3 separate regions of the Mus musculus genome follow, and regions 2 and 3 are each linked to region 1. A link is a contact called in public promoter capture Hi-C data. All regions are on one chromosome and are shown on one strand. The core of a region is the stretch at or near the end of the contact, and the rest is flanking DNA. Distances in the headings are between cores, read along the strand shown.

What was found. Promoter capture Hi-C pulls out the DNA fragments that hold promoters and counts their contacts.
Region 2: a contact with region 1 is called in a promoter capture Hi-C map of pre-B cells, with 5 times the contacts expected there. The contact joins the promoter of Atox1 here to the promoter of Slc22a5 in region 1. A contact is called at or near these places in 1 of 39 promoter capture datasets (pre-B cells) and 2 of 9 other capture datasets (adipose tissue and liver).
Region 3: a contact with region 1 is called in a promoter capture Hi-C map of pre-B cells, with 4 times the contacts expected there. The contact joins the promoter of Ccdc69 here to the promoter of Slc22a5 in region 1. A contact is called at or near these places in 4 of 39 promoter capture datasets (hippocampal neurons, liver and pre-B cells) and 1 of 9 other capture datasets (liver).

What each region holds. Positions count from the first base shown.
Region 1 is chr11:53,889,441-53,894,118 of GRCm38.p6, forward strand. Slc22a5 (solute carrier family 22 (organic cation transporter), member 5) reads right to left here and starts at 2,263. Exons shown (of 10, transcript NM_011396.3): 1 at 1,707-2,263. The coding sequence starts at 2,099.
Region 2 is chr11:55,459,090-55,463,767 of GRCm38.p6, forward strand. Atox1 (antioxidant 1 copper chaperone) reads right to left here and starts at 2,119. Exons shown (of 4, transcript NM_009720.3): 1 at 1,999-2,119. The coding sequence starts at 2,004. It also overlaps the pseudogene Gm12235.
Region 3 is chr11:55,076,249-55,080,926 of GRCm38.p6, forward strand. It overlaps Ccdc69 (coiled-coil domain containing 69), which reads right to left and starts at 1,883. Exons shown (of 7, transcript NM_177471.4): 1 at 1,765-1,883. The coding sequence starts at 1,812.

The sequences.
Region 1 (4,678 bases), core at 1,013-3,512:
GTACTGCTTTCACCCTCAGCAGCGAGCAAGACGACAGTGAAGTAGGGGCAAATGACTAGAGAAAGCCCAGCACTCTCAAGGTCAGGGTAAAAATTAAAGACACGACAGGAAGCTGCTTCAGATTTCAACTGCCCCTTTTTTGGGCAGCCAAAGCAGATTTCAGGAATTGATGTGTCAACCCCAACAGCCTCTGCCATCACTTGCTTCCAAGCACTTATGAGTTTGGAGCTTAAGATGTAGAACAATTGACAATCCCTTCTCTGTGGACTCAGGGGTCAAAAGCACTTTACTATCTCAGTAAATACATTTTTTGTTGTTGTTTTGTTTTTCAAAATAGAGAACTTCCCTATGTAGCCCAGGCTGTCCTAGAACTCAACTCTGTAGACCAGGCTGGCCTCCAACTCCTAGAGTTCTTCCTGCCTCTGCCTCCTGAGTGCTCAGACTAAAGGAGTGTGCTCCATCACTGACCAGGCCCTTTTTTGTTAGGTAGTGATACCTGATCCTGGCACGATGTCACTTAAGTTAAAAATCCCCAATGGAGCTCAGATTTCATTCTTACTACTTATGTAGTAGGTAAGCACAGGTTTGAACACATCTAACCACAAACTCCCAAAGGAAACAGACAGTGACTCTTGTGGGGATACTCTCTGACTCTACTCTTGAAGAATGATATATACCTGAGAGCCCCTGTAAGGAGGGAAGCTCAGTCTATACCTCCAAGAGTCTTAAATGCCAAACAGGTACTCCTAGCTTCTCCCTACTGCTCCTGAAACCATTTCTTGATGTTGGATCTAGACCTAAGGGCTAACTAAACTCACCAAGAAACTATCTCCAACTGGCCAATCCCAATCCCTGATACTCAATGAACCAGTTGCTCAATAGTATCACAGAAGATTCTTCTCATATTCTGCATATTCAATACTGCTGAGCCTCCAGGAAACTACAGTTGGTGCCCAAGTCCCCAAACACATCCACATGCACCATTAAATGGCCTGCCACACCCCCAGCAGAGTGACTGAGAAATGTCAAAGTCACCCAAGAATAAAGTGCAAGGGGATGAGGAATTAGGTTTCCATCGCTTTTCAGAGTAACCTTACATGCCTTACCGAACCTCTCCAGTGATCTTGTCCCAGAATACTGTGGAAAAGACTCCATACCAACAAGTCACCCTGGATAGATCTGCAGACACATGGGTCCTTAAGAAGTAACAATCCATCGCGGGCAAATGGAAAACAGTTTCTCCTGGGGCATGGCAAGCCTTCATTTTGGGATGAGGACAGGTGAGGGAAGAAAGAATAACTCCAGAAAAGGTAGAGAGTTTGGAACACACGTTTCTTTAACTTTAAAAAGTTCTGCAAAGAGTCTTTCCTTTCTGAACAGAGGCTAAAACTGTGGCCTCTTCTCTGGAGCAAGTCTGAATCCGGCCCCTCTGAATCACATCACTACCTCGAGAAAGTCCCACCCCTCAGGGTCTCAGGGCATCTCCTAAGGGGCAGAACCTTCTGGACTCTATCTTCAATGGGACCCTATGGACGGATGGTCTGCCAGACACTTGTCCCCTGAGGGGCGTACTATGGCTAGAAGTCATCTCATAAAATGTTCCTGGGCCACCTGACTGGAGGATGCTCATCAGCCTGTGCGTTGGACGAAGGGCTACAACCGTCGCCGCGATGTCACCAGACCCTGATAGGGGGGCTGTCACCTACCTCTGTCACGATGGTGGACAGGAAGACGTCCTTGTCGTACTCCCAGCCATCCAGGCAGCTCTCCTGCTCCAGCTGCTCCAGGTCCACGTCCCGCCCCGGCTCCAGCCCTAGCTCAGAGAAGTTGGCGATGGTGGCCAGTCGGTAGCGGCGGCATTTCTGAGGCACCTGTCGTCCGTCCTTCGTCTCCAACGGGATACTGTGGTTGCGCCACGCGCTGCTCAGGTTCACGGTGTGAGGCACAAGGCAACGGTGCTCCGGGGTCCCCGCCAGGAACACGATGGACATACCATTGAAGCCATTGGGGATGATGCTGGCGCTGAGCAGGAAGAAGATGAGGCGCTGGAAGGGCCCCCACTCGCCTAGGAAGGCGGTCACCTCGTCGTAGTCCCGCATGCCGTCCTCAGCCTCCCACAGCGCCCGTATGGGAATAAGGGGACACCGTGGCGCGGGAGACGGGGCGCTGAGAGCCTCTGCGTGCAAGGCTCGTGAGTTCCCACCGACGCCTCCGACTCGGCCACCGCCAACTTTACATAGGGCCTGAGGGCGGGGCGGGCTCTGGGCATGGGCCTGGGCCGCAAGGCCCGCCCCGCCGTCCCGGCTCTGAGGCGCGGCGCGGCGCGGCACGGCGGGGGCGGGGCAGGGGCCTGAGTGACGCACAGTGGGCGCCGGCCATCGGCCGCGCGTGCGCCTGAGGCGGAGCCGAGCTAGGACTCAGAACTAGCTGGGCGGTACAGAAGGCGGGGCTGAACCGGGCTTCAGAACTGTCAGCGAGGGAGGGGTGTGGCTTCATTCGACCACGCCTCCATAGTCTCTACGGGGCCCGGGTTGGGTGAACACTTCTAGTTCCGCCCAGACTGGAAGACTGAGGCGGGGCGTCTGTGAGCCACGCCCCTAACAGGTCCGCTCTAGGGGGCGGAATTGGGTCTTTTCAGGACACTTCCTGGAGCAGGTTCCCAGGGTGCCCTTCTCTTGAGGGAAAGGGTGACTTTGAAAAGTTTGTGTCCAAGGCCATCCTGGGAAGACCATTCTGGGTGTTCAATGGAAAGAGGCTTAGAATTTAAGCAGTAAACAGCCCACCTTCTCAAATTTTTGTTGTGGTTGAGAGATATTGTGAACCTCGGAGAGTCTCATTGACAACGACAGCCTTTGTTGCAGTTTTTCCTGGAAAGACTGCCATCTTTTGTGGCTGCGGAGATAGCTCAGCTAGGACTCTCTTTAAGAGTCCAGATTGCTCCTCCAGAGGACCTTGGCTTGCTTCCTAAAAGGCATAGGGCAGCTCACAGGCCCAGTAGGCATGCACTCGGCACATTAGACAAAACAGACTTGCAGGCAAAACACTCATACACATAAAATAAAATAATAGTTATATATATTTACATATAATATATACATATATTAAAAAGGGGTGGATTTTGAGACTGGTGATGAGAAAGGTGGCAATGAATTTTAATTCCCAGACTATTATGTTCTTAAATTATTTTGTTGTCTTTTGATTTAAGAAATAGTAAAATTTTGACTTCAAGATTAAGGATCTTAGTGTAGGATTAATCTCTCAGATTTGTAATTTTTACAATTAATGCAGGAGCCAACTTGTTAAAAAACCAAAACAAAAACTTACCAGAGTTTGTGGCAAAGGACCTTAATCAAGTCTGGTCTTTATAGCCAGTTCCAGGTTCTCAAATAAACAACAACAACAAACTTTACCATGAAACCCATTATTTTGTCCTAGTAATATATTCTAAAAACCAACAACACCCAAAAACAAAACAAAAAACAAAAAACCGACCAGCAACTGTATGATTCTGAAGCAACACTGTCTAATAAAATAAGAAGTTACCCTTATAATTTTATCTATATTTATTTTTTTGAGATGAGTTTTGCTATATTGCCCTGGCTTGCTCAGTAGCTTTGACCTCAACTGACCAACCGTGCTCCTCAGCATTGCGGTGGAACAGGCAAACATTGTAACTACAATTGCTTTAGTAGCTGTTAGTAACTTTTCTGGTTACAGAGACAAAGCAACTTAAGCGGAAAGGGTTTGTTCGGCTCAGTAGTCAGAGGGTGGAGTCAGTCACTCCCGGAAGGCTGGGTGGCAGGAGTCTGCTTGTCACAGTCGCCTCATTCAGGAAGCCAGGAGAGAGAAATGCTGGCGCTCAGCTTGCTTTCTCTCCTCTTACTTAGTCCTGAACCAAAGGCCATGGAACAGATGCTGCCACTCTGAGGGTCACTCTTCCCACTCCAGCTAACGAGATCTAGAAGCTTCCTCACAGACACCTAGAGGTTTCTCTCTTAGGTGATTCTAGACCCTGTCAAGTTGACAACAATAATTGTCACAGCCATATTAATAAAATGTCCAGATCTAGTAAATAAAAATTTTACGTGGTCAGATTCAAGTTTTGCATAAAGAACTAACAATCTGAATTATAGTTATGTATTGGCATATGCAGGGACATGTGAGGTTGAGATATAAGTGGCTGCCCTGTGTTCTTCCTCCCTGGCAGTGCTCATAGTAGAAGCCTTTAGAGCTGGGGTGTTGCTCAGTGGGAGAGTGCTTGCCTTACACACACCAGGCCCTGGATTGGATCCCAGCCGTGTAAGAAAAGCTTTCCTTTAAAAAGTATGGAATTAACCATAACAATATGTGTAACCTGAATGTATCAGGAACATTATTATTTCAGTAAACCAGTTTCTTGTATCCTTGTATTAATAAACATTTCAAAAGAATACAAAGCTTCTATCAAAAGAATGTTAACTCATGTCCAAAAAGCAAGGTAAAATTAATACAGAAATTTATTTATTAAAAACCATTAATCCCATTTTTCACACTAAGTATTAGCATTCCAGCGTGTATTTAAAGCATATTTCAATTGACCCTGGTGAGCCACACCTTTGAATACTTTGCAGCTACATTTAGCTACATTTAGTTAGTGATTACCTAACTGGATGATACTTTTTTTAGATGGGATTTCTCT
Region 2 (4,678 bases), core at 869-3,368, 1.6 Mb after region 1:
AAATGAATCCTCATAAGTATAATATATATTGTTATACTACATATTGTTGTATTACTATATTATATATATTAATTACTTCAGAAAGCCAGTAAGTGGTATGATTCTTTTATAGACACTAGAACTGGAAGAGTGAGAATAGAGGGGGAGTAGGAGGGGGAGGAGAAAGAGGAAGAGGAGGACACTATTCCTCTAGAGGACGCTGAGTCTTTGAACACTGGTGTCTTAGAGTCCTGTTTACTAGTATCTGCACATCTCTGATGTGCCCGACTCTCTCACACCTTGTTACACTGTCTCCTTTATGTCTCCTTTAATCGCTACAATGATTCAAAAAGCCAGGAAACTCTACCTTGTGAGAGATCAGAAGGCTGAAGCTCCGGGGTTAAATACTGACCCCAGGAGACACAGCTCATGAGTAGGAAGGCCTAGGCTGGAGAGAGGACACAAGACTTGAACTTTTAACCAGTGAGACCCATGTTAAATTGGAGTGGAAGCCTGCCTACCCAGTTCTACCCCACTCGACCTACATCAACATAAGAGTCACTACTCCTTGGGGACAGATGGGTCACTAGCTGTGTTAAATATGATGATATAACTCCAGTTAATACCAACCTCAGTCCTGAAAGGTCTGTTTTCAGTCCTGATTTTACAGATGAGGAGACAAAGGCTCAGAGAGGCAGAACAACTTGCCTGAGGCTGCCCAGCTGGCAAGCCAAGGGCAAACTTTCAGGTTTCTGGGTTAAGCTTTGGTCTGCAAACTATCTTGGGTAAGACTTACTTCCCTGGCTAGATTGGAGGTAGCACTTGACCAATACCTCCCTGCACTTAGCAATTTGTCTTGATAAGGTGCCTGTTCATCTCCCATTAAATCCTGTGTCCCCAGAGGCAGACACAGAACAGAGAGGCCCTCAAGCTATTTTTTTCCTTCACTGCTGCCCTCTGAAGAGCAGCCGGGCAGCCTCCACTCTGGAATCCTGAGGTCACCAAGGAGTCTGTCACATGGACTAGCTTGACTGGCAGGATGGACTTTACCAAGTTTTTTTTTTTTTTTTGGTCTGTGCTTTGTGCAGACAGGGTCTGAAGACAATGGGCAGGAACCACAAGAATGACACCTGAGAGGTTTAAGGATTTGTACCAGGAAGAAGCCTCAGGTTCATTCCCAGAAGATAAGCTGCTAAAACACAGAATACTCCTGGGAGACCTCTGGGTTGAGAGGCACTGGGAGGAAAATGCTCTCCACTCCACAACTCTAGACCAGCATCTCCGGAACTCAGTTGAGATTAGAGCTTGCCCCCAAACAAGTACAACTGGTTTTGCCCAGCACTTCCCAGGTGGTCTGGCTCCATCTTGTATCCTACCTACCTAGCTAGCTCCCAACAATAAACGCTTTCCAGCAAGCACTGGGGTTTTTCTTCTCTTCTTGTGTAATGTGCCAAGGCCTCATGTAAGGCCTTCATTTTAAATTAAGCAATGAGACTAGAAGCCGCCATGCAAAGGAGTGGGGTGATTTCAAAGGCAAGATAAGCGCTGCTCTCGGCTCCTTAAACTCTGCTCTGAGCTTTGGGATTCCTGGTTGGGGAAGAAAGTACCCTGTCGGCCCAGTGCTGAAGTGGAAGCAGGGCAGTGTGGGCAGGAGAGATGAACAGAGACATGCTTCTCTGGAAAGCCTGCAGGCGGCAGGGTATGCATGTGGAAAGGCCAGGTACCCGCATTCCTATATGGGTTCTCTGCCCTACCTCCCTGCCTCAGTTTCCCCATTATGCAGAAAAGGATGGGGCTGCCTCTCGAAGACTCTCTAGGGCGATCCGGAGGCCTGTGTTCTGCACTACACTGCTCTCTGCAGCTTTCCGGAGGGTCCCGAAGCCGGAGGACCGTGCGGAAGGTAAACTGAGAAACGACTGCAGCTCTGGCCACGGCCTGCGCCCTGACAGCAGCGTCGGGCTCGGAAACAGTGCATCCGGGCTGGAGACAGAAGTTCCCGCGGGTCGAACGGCCACTTACCGGCATGACTGACGCGGCACACACGGGCAGTGGCAGCGGCGACGACGACTGGAACTCCTCTCCCGGACACCAAAGCTGCGCTTCCGGAGAGCGCTCCTGAAAGCCCCGCCCTCAGGCCAACCCATCCTTCGGCCAGGCCCCGCCCTAGGGCTGGGCTCCACTTATGCCCCGCCTCTTCCGGGGCTAGCTTCGTCAAGGCCCGGCCCTTTGAGGAAGGATCTGCTAAATTCCCTGTCCCTTCCGGTCCAGTTAGAGCTAGGTTCCTCCCTTGGGCTGGCCTCCTCTTGCTTACCGTGCCTTTCGATATGAATATTTCACTAGGTCCCGCCTCTCTTTTGGGTTAGGTCACGCCCCTCCGGACGCGGAAAGGCCAGGCTTTTTTGAGGTCAAGCTAAGGCTATCTTGTGGAGGCCAGACCTGCGTTTTCTGCTGGGTCATTTCTGAAACAGGGCTAGGGAATGCAAGGCCAAGGCTCTGGGAATAAAAGATCTGGCATCTCCCTAAAGGGACCATCTCTCTTGCTTACCACTCAACTCAGTCCCTAAACTACAGTGGCCTGACCTAGGGCGCCAGGCCTGTTGACCCGGATACTAACGTGGCTGAGGCAGAAGATTTCTGGGTTCAAGGCTTACTGCGGCTGCAAAGTTCAAGGGCATCCTGGACTTCTTGAGACCCTTTCCTGAAAAAACATATTAAAAAAGAAATCCAAATTTAAGGCACATAGTAGATAAATTCACAACTGTAATCCCAGTGCTTGAAAAGTTGAGGCAGAGCTGGGCCAGGTGGTGGTCATGCCTTCCTTCAATCCTGGCCCTCTGGAGGCAGAGGCAGGTGGATCTCTTAAGTTCAAAGCCAGCCTGGTCTACAGAGCAAGCTCCAGGGCTATGCAAAAAACAAACAAACAAACAAACAAACAAAACAAAACAAAAAACCCATGAGACTGCGTCCTTCCCACCCAATTATGGCAGCCCCAGTAAACCGAGTTACTGCATGGGTAACTGACACCCATGAAGAAGATTGGCTTCCTCAAGAGTGCCAGAAGGACCAACCGACTGGATCTATCTCCTCTACCAGCCATTTGTGTCCTTGAGCTGGAGGCTGAGAGGAGATCCCTAAACTAAGTAGGCAATCTGCCATTTTGTGTGTCAGGATGGGTTCAGTCTGAAACCATGCTATAATTTGAACATAAAAGTTATAAGAAGTTGGCTAACAGGGGAAAGCCTAAGAATCTAAGACTAGCTGGATGGGGTAAGGGTGGCACACATGTGTCTATAAACAAGCATTCCCGGGGCTGGCGAGATGGCTCAGTAATTAAGAGCGCGCCGACTGCTCTTCCAAAGGTCCCGAGTTCAAATCCCAGCAACCACATGGTGGCTCACGACCATCCGTAACGAAATCTGATGCCCTCTTCTGGGGTGTCTGAGGACAGCTACAGTGTACTTACATATAATAAATAAATAAATCTTAAAAAAAAAAAAAACAAGCATTCCCCCTACACTCCAGAGGCTGAGGCAGGGGATTTATGAATTGGAGGCCAGTCTGAGCCTCATGAGAACCTGTCTTAAATAAAATGAACTAAAATAAAATAAATGTAAGAACATAATAGGCTGGGCGATGGTGGTGCACGCCTTGCTCCCAGCACTCGGGAGGCAGAGGCAAGCGGATTTCTGAGTTTGAGGCCAGCCTGGTCTACAGAGTGAGTTCCAGGACAGCTAGGGCTACACAGAGAAACCCTGTCTCAACCCCCCCAAAACAAAAACAAAAACAAACAAACAACAACAAAAAGAATTGGAAGCAGGGGGATTGCTGAAAGTTCAAAGCCAGTCTACACTACAAAACACCATGTCCCAAGCACTAATAACCCTTCACCCTGATACAAAAGTGTGATGGATGTGAGAAGATTCAACTGTCCAGAAGGTTAAGACATAAGTGTCCGAGAAACAGGTCCCCCTGCAGAACGTTCTGGCTGGGAGGCTTCTGGGAAAGCATCTATATCCCCAAAGGGAACTGATACCACTCTCTGCCTCCTTGCTCCAACTCCACATAACTTCTAGAGAACAAGGACCTTCCGTCTAGCTGTCCATGACAGAAATGTCCCAGAGGCTGATGCAAGAGCCACGGAGCTAGTGCTGAGCACTGATGGCCCCAGACTTATTCTGGGGGAAGGGAAGCCATCTTTATTTCATCTCCTGAAGTCAACTTTCTTTACTTGCCCTTGACATGCCTCACTGAGAGTCCTCACCTGATGATGTACAGCTTGCTTCTGGCCTTAATGCACCTAGTGTTGCGATGTCACCACACACAGTTCCCTAAAATTAAAAATAGAACAAATTGGTATGTGAGGAATTGTCTGCCATTTAAAGTTTTGCTAGATTGATTGACTGCCTCTCAGAACAAGGGAAAAGGTTATTCTATCTATCTATCTATCTATCTATCTATCTATCTATCCATCCATCCATCCATCTTCGACATAGGGTTTCTTTTGTATAACTCTGGCTGTTCTGGAATTCAGTCTTTAGACTAGTCTGCCCTGGGGCTCAGAGATCTGCCTGCCTCTGCCTCCTGGGTGATGGGATTAAAGGCGTGAGCCACCACCTCCACCCATGTAAGGTTTTAATTTTAAATTTAAAAAATATTTTTTCCAGGTTCATAATTTCTTGTACAAATTGAGTTTTACATA
Region 3 (4,678 bases), core at 633-3,132, 1.2 Mb after region 1:
AGCCAAGGCTCTCAACTACTAAGGCACCTCTCCAGCCCCCTAGCTGCCTCTGAGCAGCCATCCTACCATTCGGCTCTCATAGCCTCTCTGAGCCTTAGGGGCCACACCTGTAATGCGTGGAAGCTTCATTCTACAGCTCAACCTGGTCCCCAGGACCTTCCTGGCACAGAACAGGAAGTGAAAATATTTAGGGAGTGTCATTATTGTGGTCTGACTCTTGTGACCTCCTGAACCTCTATTCTAGAGTTCTATCTCCCAGGGGTATTGGCAGACTGTGTAGATATACCGGGTGCTCACGACTTGACACCCGCATTGGAAATTAAGCAAAAAGCACCAACCAGGAGGGTTAGGAACAGGTGGGAACTTAGCCAAAAAGCAGCCCACTATCCAGCTCACAGGCACCGTGAGCAAAAGAACCCAACGAAGCTGCACAGGCCCAAGGCAGACATGGAGGCCCTTTGAGGCAGCAAAGGTGAAGGGCTTTGCAGTTATCAAGAAGCCCTTAGAAGCCAGGTATGGTAGCCCAGGCCTATAATTTCAACATTAGGGAGGCTAAGTAAAATTGAAAGTTTGGGGCCAATCTAGGCTACATATTGAGAGCTTGTCTAAAAAATCTGAACAAAAACATCCAGCCTGCTGTGGTGGGGAGGCTGGTAATCCCAGCATTGGAGAGGCAGGTGAATTAGCAGTGCAAGGCCAGCTTTGGCTACACATTAAGTTTAGGACAGCCTGGGCTACACCAGACCCTGTCTCCAAAAGTGGGGATGGGGAGAAAAATAAAACAATGAAAAGTTAGTCCAAGTGCAGGGGAGGGTTCAGAGAACACACACACACACACACACACACACACACACACATTGACAAAGTTAGGGGTAGATAAACAGAGGTAACAGGAAGACTAATGAGCTGAAGTTCCTTGCAAAATTAATCATTTTCACAGTGGGGACTGATGAAGTTCACGGGCTGTCCATCCCCACAAGGGGTGGAGAGACTGGCAGACAGGAAAAAACGACTAGGACTCTAGAGTGCCTGTTTCCTTCTCTGGGCCCCCGGCTGTCCTCAGTGGATTTGGCCCTGAATCTAGGCTCTGACCTCCTGACGTTTCTCAGACCTCAAGGGGCAGAAACCTGAGTCAGTCTCTTGGGCTCTAACCCAGCTTCAGGGCTCTGGGGCGGGAGGGACAGGAAGGAGGAGAGAGCTGCAGGAGACTACAAATCAACTCCCACTTTGGCTCCTCCCAGCTACCCTAAGGGCAGCCCACGCACCGCTCAGTTCCCGCAGGAAGCCCTGACCCGCTTCCTAGGCTCTAAAGGGTGCAGTGATCCCAGGCGAAACTCGTTAAGAGGCAGCCTGTGTCTAGCAGCCCTTGGGCAGACCAGGGAGTTGAGGTTTCCAACAGGTCTCAGGTGATGCTGGTGCTGTCCGGCTGTGGACCTATCAGAGATTGCCGGCCTTAGACCTTAGCTCAAGGCGCAGAGAGGTTAAGAACTCTGTCCTCTACTACACAGTGACAGCCCCACACTGAAGGCCACCTGCCACGGACACACCAGTCACCTCCCCGCGGGGACAGCAGGGTCAGCTGCAGTTTGTCTGGGACTGAGTGTGTTAACTCGGCTTCTGATTGCCGGGTCGGGCGGAGACAGAGCACCCCCACCCCCGCACCCCAATCTCCATGACTGCCCCCCCCACTGCTGTCCATCTGGTGTCCTCTGCTGTCCCTCTGAGCGCCCCCCAAGCAGACCTCCGTGTGCGGGCTCCCGGTACCTTCTCTGCGCGCTTGCCGCGGCTGTGCCGGCTTTGCCTGCAGCCCATCCTGCTTCGCGCGTCCCGCTGGCTGTGACTCTCAACCGCCCGGAGCTGCAGCCGCGCCGGCTGCGCGCCTTAAATGCCGGAAGAGCAGGGCCTGCGCGGGGCCCCGGCCGAGCCGGGGCCGGGCCAGGGCAGGTGCCAGCGGCGCTCCACGCCAGAAGTACCTGAGGCCGGGGCAGGAGAGATCCCCAGGAGCCACAGATGGTTCTCAGGACCCTCTGATGAGAAAGAGCTGAGAGGGAAAAGAACGAAAACAATTAAACCAGGCGTTGTGGCACACGTCTGTAATCCCAGTTCTGAGGAGGTGGAGGCAGGAGGATCACAAGTTCGAGGACAGTCTGATATATATAGGGGGTTTAAGACCAGGCAGGGCTACATGATAACCTGTCATACAAAGGGAACGGGGTTGGAGAGAGATCTTAGCAGTTAAGAGTATTTTTCTGCCCTTCCAGGGAACTATGGTTCAACTCCAGACACCCACATCGGGTGGCTCAAAGATGCCTGTCCGGCTCCAGCACATGGGCCTTTTAACCTCTGAAGGCACTGAGGGTGAGTGCCTATAGACCCAGCACTTAGGAGGCTGAGGCTGGAGTTTCAGGAAGAGGCTACAGAGTAAGTAAGAGCTTATCTCAAAAACAAAACTAACCAAGCAAGCAACCAAAAGAACAAGCCAGCTGCAGGCTCAGTGGGAAAGGCAGTTGCCTGTGATGCCGACTTGAGCTCCATCCCCAGGCCCCACTTGGTGGAAGGAGAAAAGGAACATGCATGCCAAGGCTCACACACTGCATTACCCATTCATAACTAAATCTACATTTCCTGAGCTGAAAAGGCCAATCAATTTGCAGTTCCAGGAGCCTGAGGCAAAAGGACAACCACAAGTTGGAGGTCAGTCTAGGCTACAGAGTGAGCCCTTGTCTCAAAAGAAAATGAATTAAAATTATCTCAGTGAGTAAAGGTGCTTGCTACTAAGCTGATGACCTAAATTCAATTCCCAGGAAAAAGAGAGCCAACTCCTGAAATTTGTCCTCTGATCTCCATATGTAGGCCATGTGCACACATGTGTGCACACACACTCACTCTCCCCTCTTCAATAAACAAATGAATAAATGAAATAAAAGTATACTTCAGAGAGGGACAATGCTGGTAGCAAGGCCCAGAGCCCAGGTCAAATGCTCCCCCAAACCTGGCTTTTGTAACACCCCTGCAAATAAATGACACCCACTTTCATTGTAAGCTTTCCACAAGGCTGGGCCAATAGCTTTCCCCAGCTCACAAGATCTGTGTGACATAGTCTTCTCTCCTCAGGACAGACACTGCAAGCTTGCCAGATGCAGTGGGAATGGGGACAATAGGGTCAGAATCTAGGACAAGAGACTCCTTTCTATCTTCTTGGAGTGCTCACTGGGAGCTGCACGTGGGAAGGCGATAACAGCTTTGAAAGTCAGCGCTCCAGAGTACTGGGCACAGGTTAGAAAATCCGTGTCAGGGTCACAAACTCTCTGAAAGTTGTATTGAAGAAAGAGACCCAGTGCAATGAATAACACATTCAAGGCAATGACCCTCCAAAGAGCAGAAAACAATATTGAGCTGGGCATGAGGGCTTATATTTGTAGTTCAAACAGCAAGAAAGCTGAAGCAGGGGGTCACTGTGAGTTCCAGGCAAGCCTGGACTACATAATGAAACCCTGTGTCTTAGTCACTGTTTTATTGTTATGAAGAGGCACTATGAGTAAGGCAACTCTTAAAAACAGAAAGCATTTAACTGGGGGGTGGGGTGGGGTGGGCTTCTTACAGTTTCAGGAGCTTAGTCCATTATCATGGCAGGGAGCATTTAAAGGCACTGGAGCGATAGCTGAGAGTGTTACATCCTGATGGACAGATGGGGCGGGGAACAGGGCTGGACATGGGCTTTTGAAATCTCAAAACACTCCCCCAATGACACACCTCCTCCACAAGGCCACACCTCCTAATCCTTCCTAAACAGTTCCACCAACTGAAACCAAACATTCAAATCTTTGAACCTATGGGGCCATTCTCATTCAAACCACCACAGAAATGCTTAGTAAGGCAGCCAAAGTGTGGGGCAGGTGAGAAGGCTCAGTGGATTAAAAGGGTTCACTACTCAATTCAATCCCCAGAACCCACATGATGGAAGGAGAGAAGTGACCTTCCCCTGCAAGCTGTCCTCTGACCCACACATATATGCCATGGTGCAGAACATCCTGGGGACTGATCTTCCTCACCATGCTTTTTTTGGTTTTCTATTTATTTAAAAACATTTTTTCAGCCGGGCATGGTGGCACACACCTTTAATCCCAGCACTTGGGAGGCAGAGGCAGGCAGATTTCTGAGTTCCAGGCCAGCCTGGACTACAAAGTGAGTTCCAGGACAGCCAGGGCTATACAGAGAAACCCTGTCTTGAAAAACCAATAAACAAATAAATAAATAATAAAAATATTTCAGATGTCTGTTTTATGTGTATGGGTGCTTTACCTGCATGTGTGTATATGATGTACTGTCTGTGTGCCTGGTACCTGGGAAGGTCAGAAGAGGACATCAGGTCCCCTGGAACTGGAGATAACAGTCGTGAGCCACATATGAATGCTGAGAACTGAGCCCAGGGCCTTGGTTGGAGCAGCAAGTGCTCTTACCTGCTGAGCCACCTCTCAGGCATCTTCCTTTCTTTCTACTAAAAAGCATTATAATTGTCACCATAATCATAATATTATTATAATAGTTATTTTAATGAAAAAAATGCAACACTTTTAATAAGTATAATGATAGTTATTATTGTGTGTGTGTGTAGGTTATAGTTCAATTCTCTCCTTTGTTATATGGATTCTTGGGGTTGAACTCAGATTCTCAGATT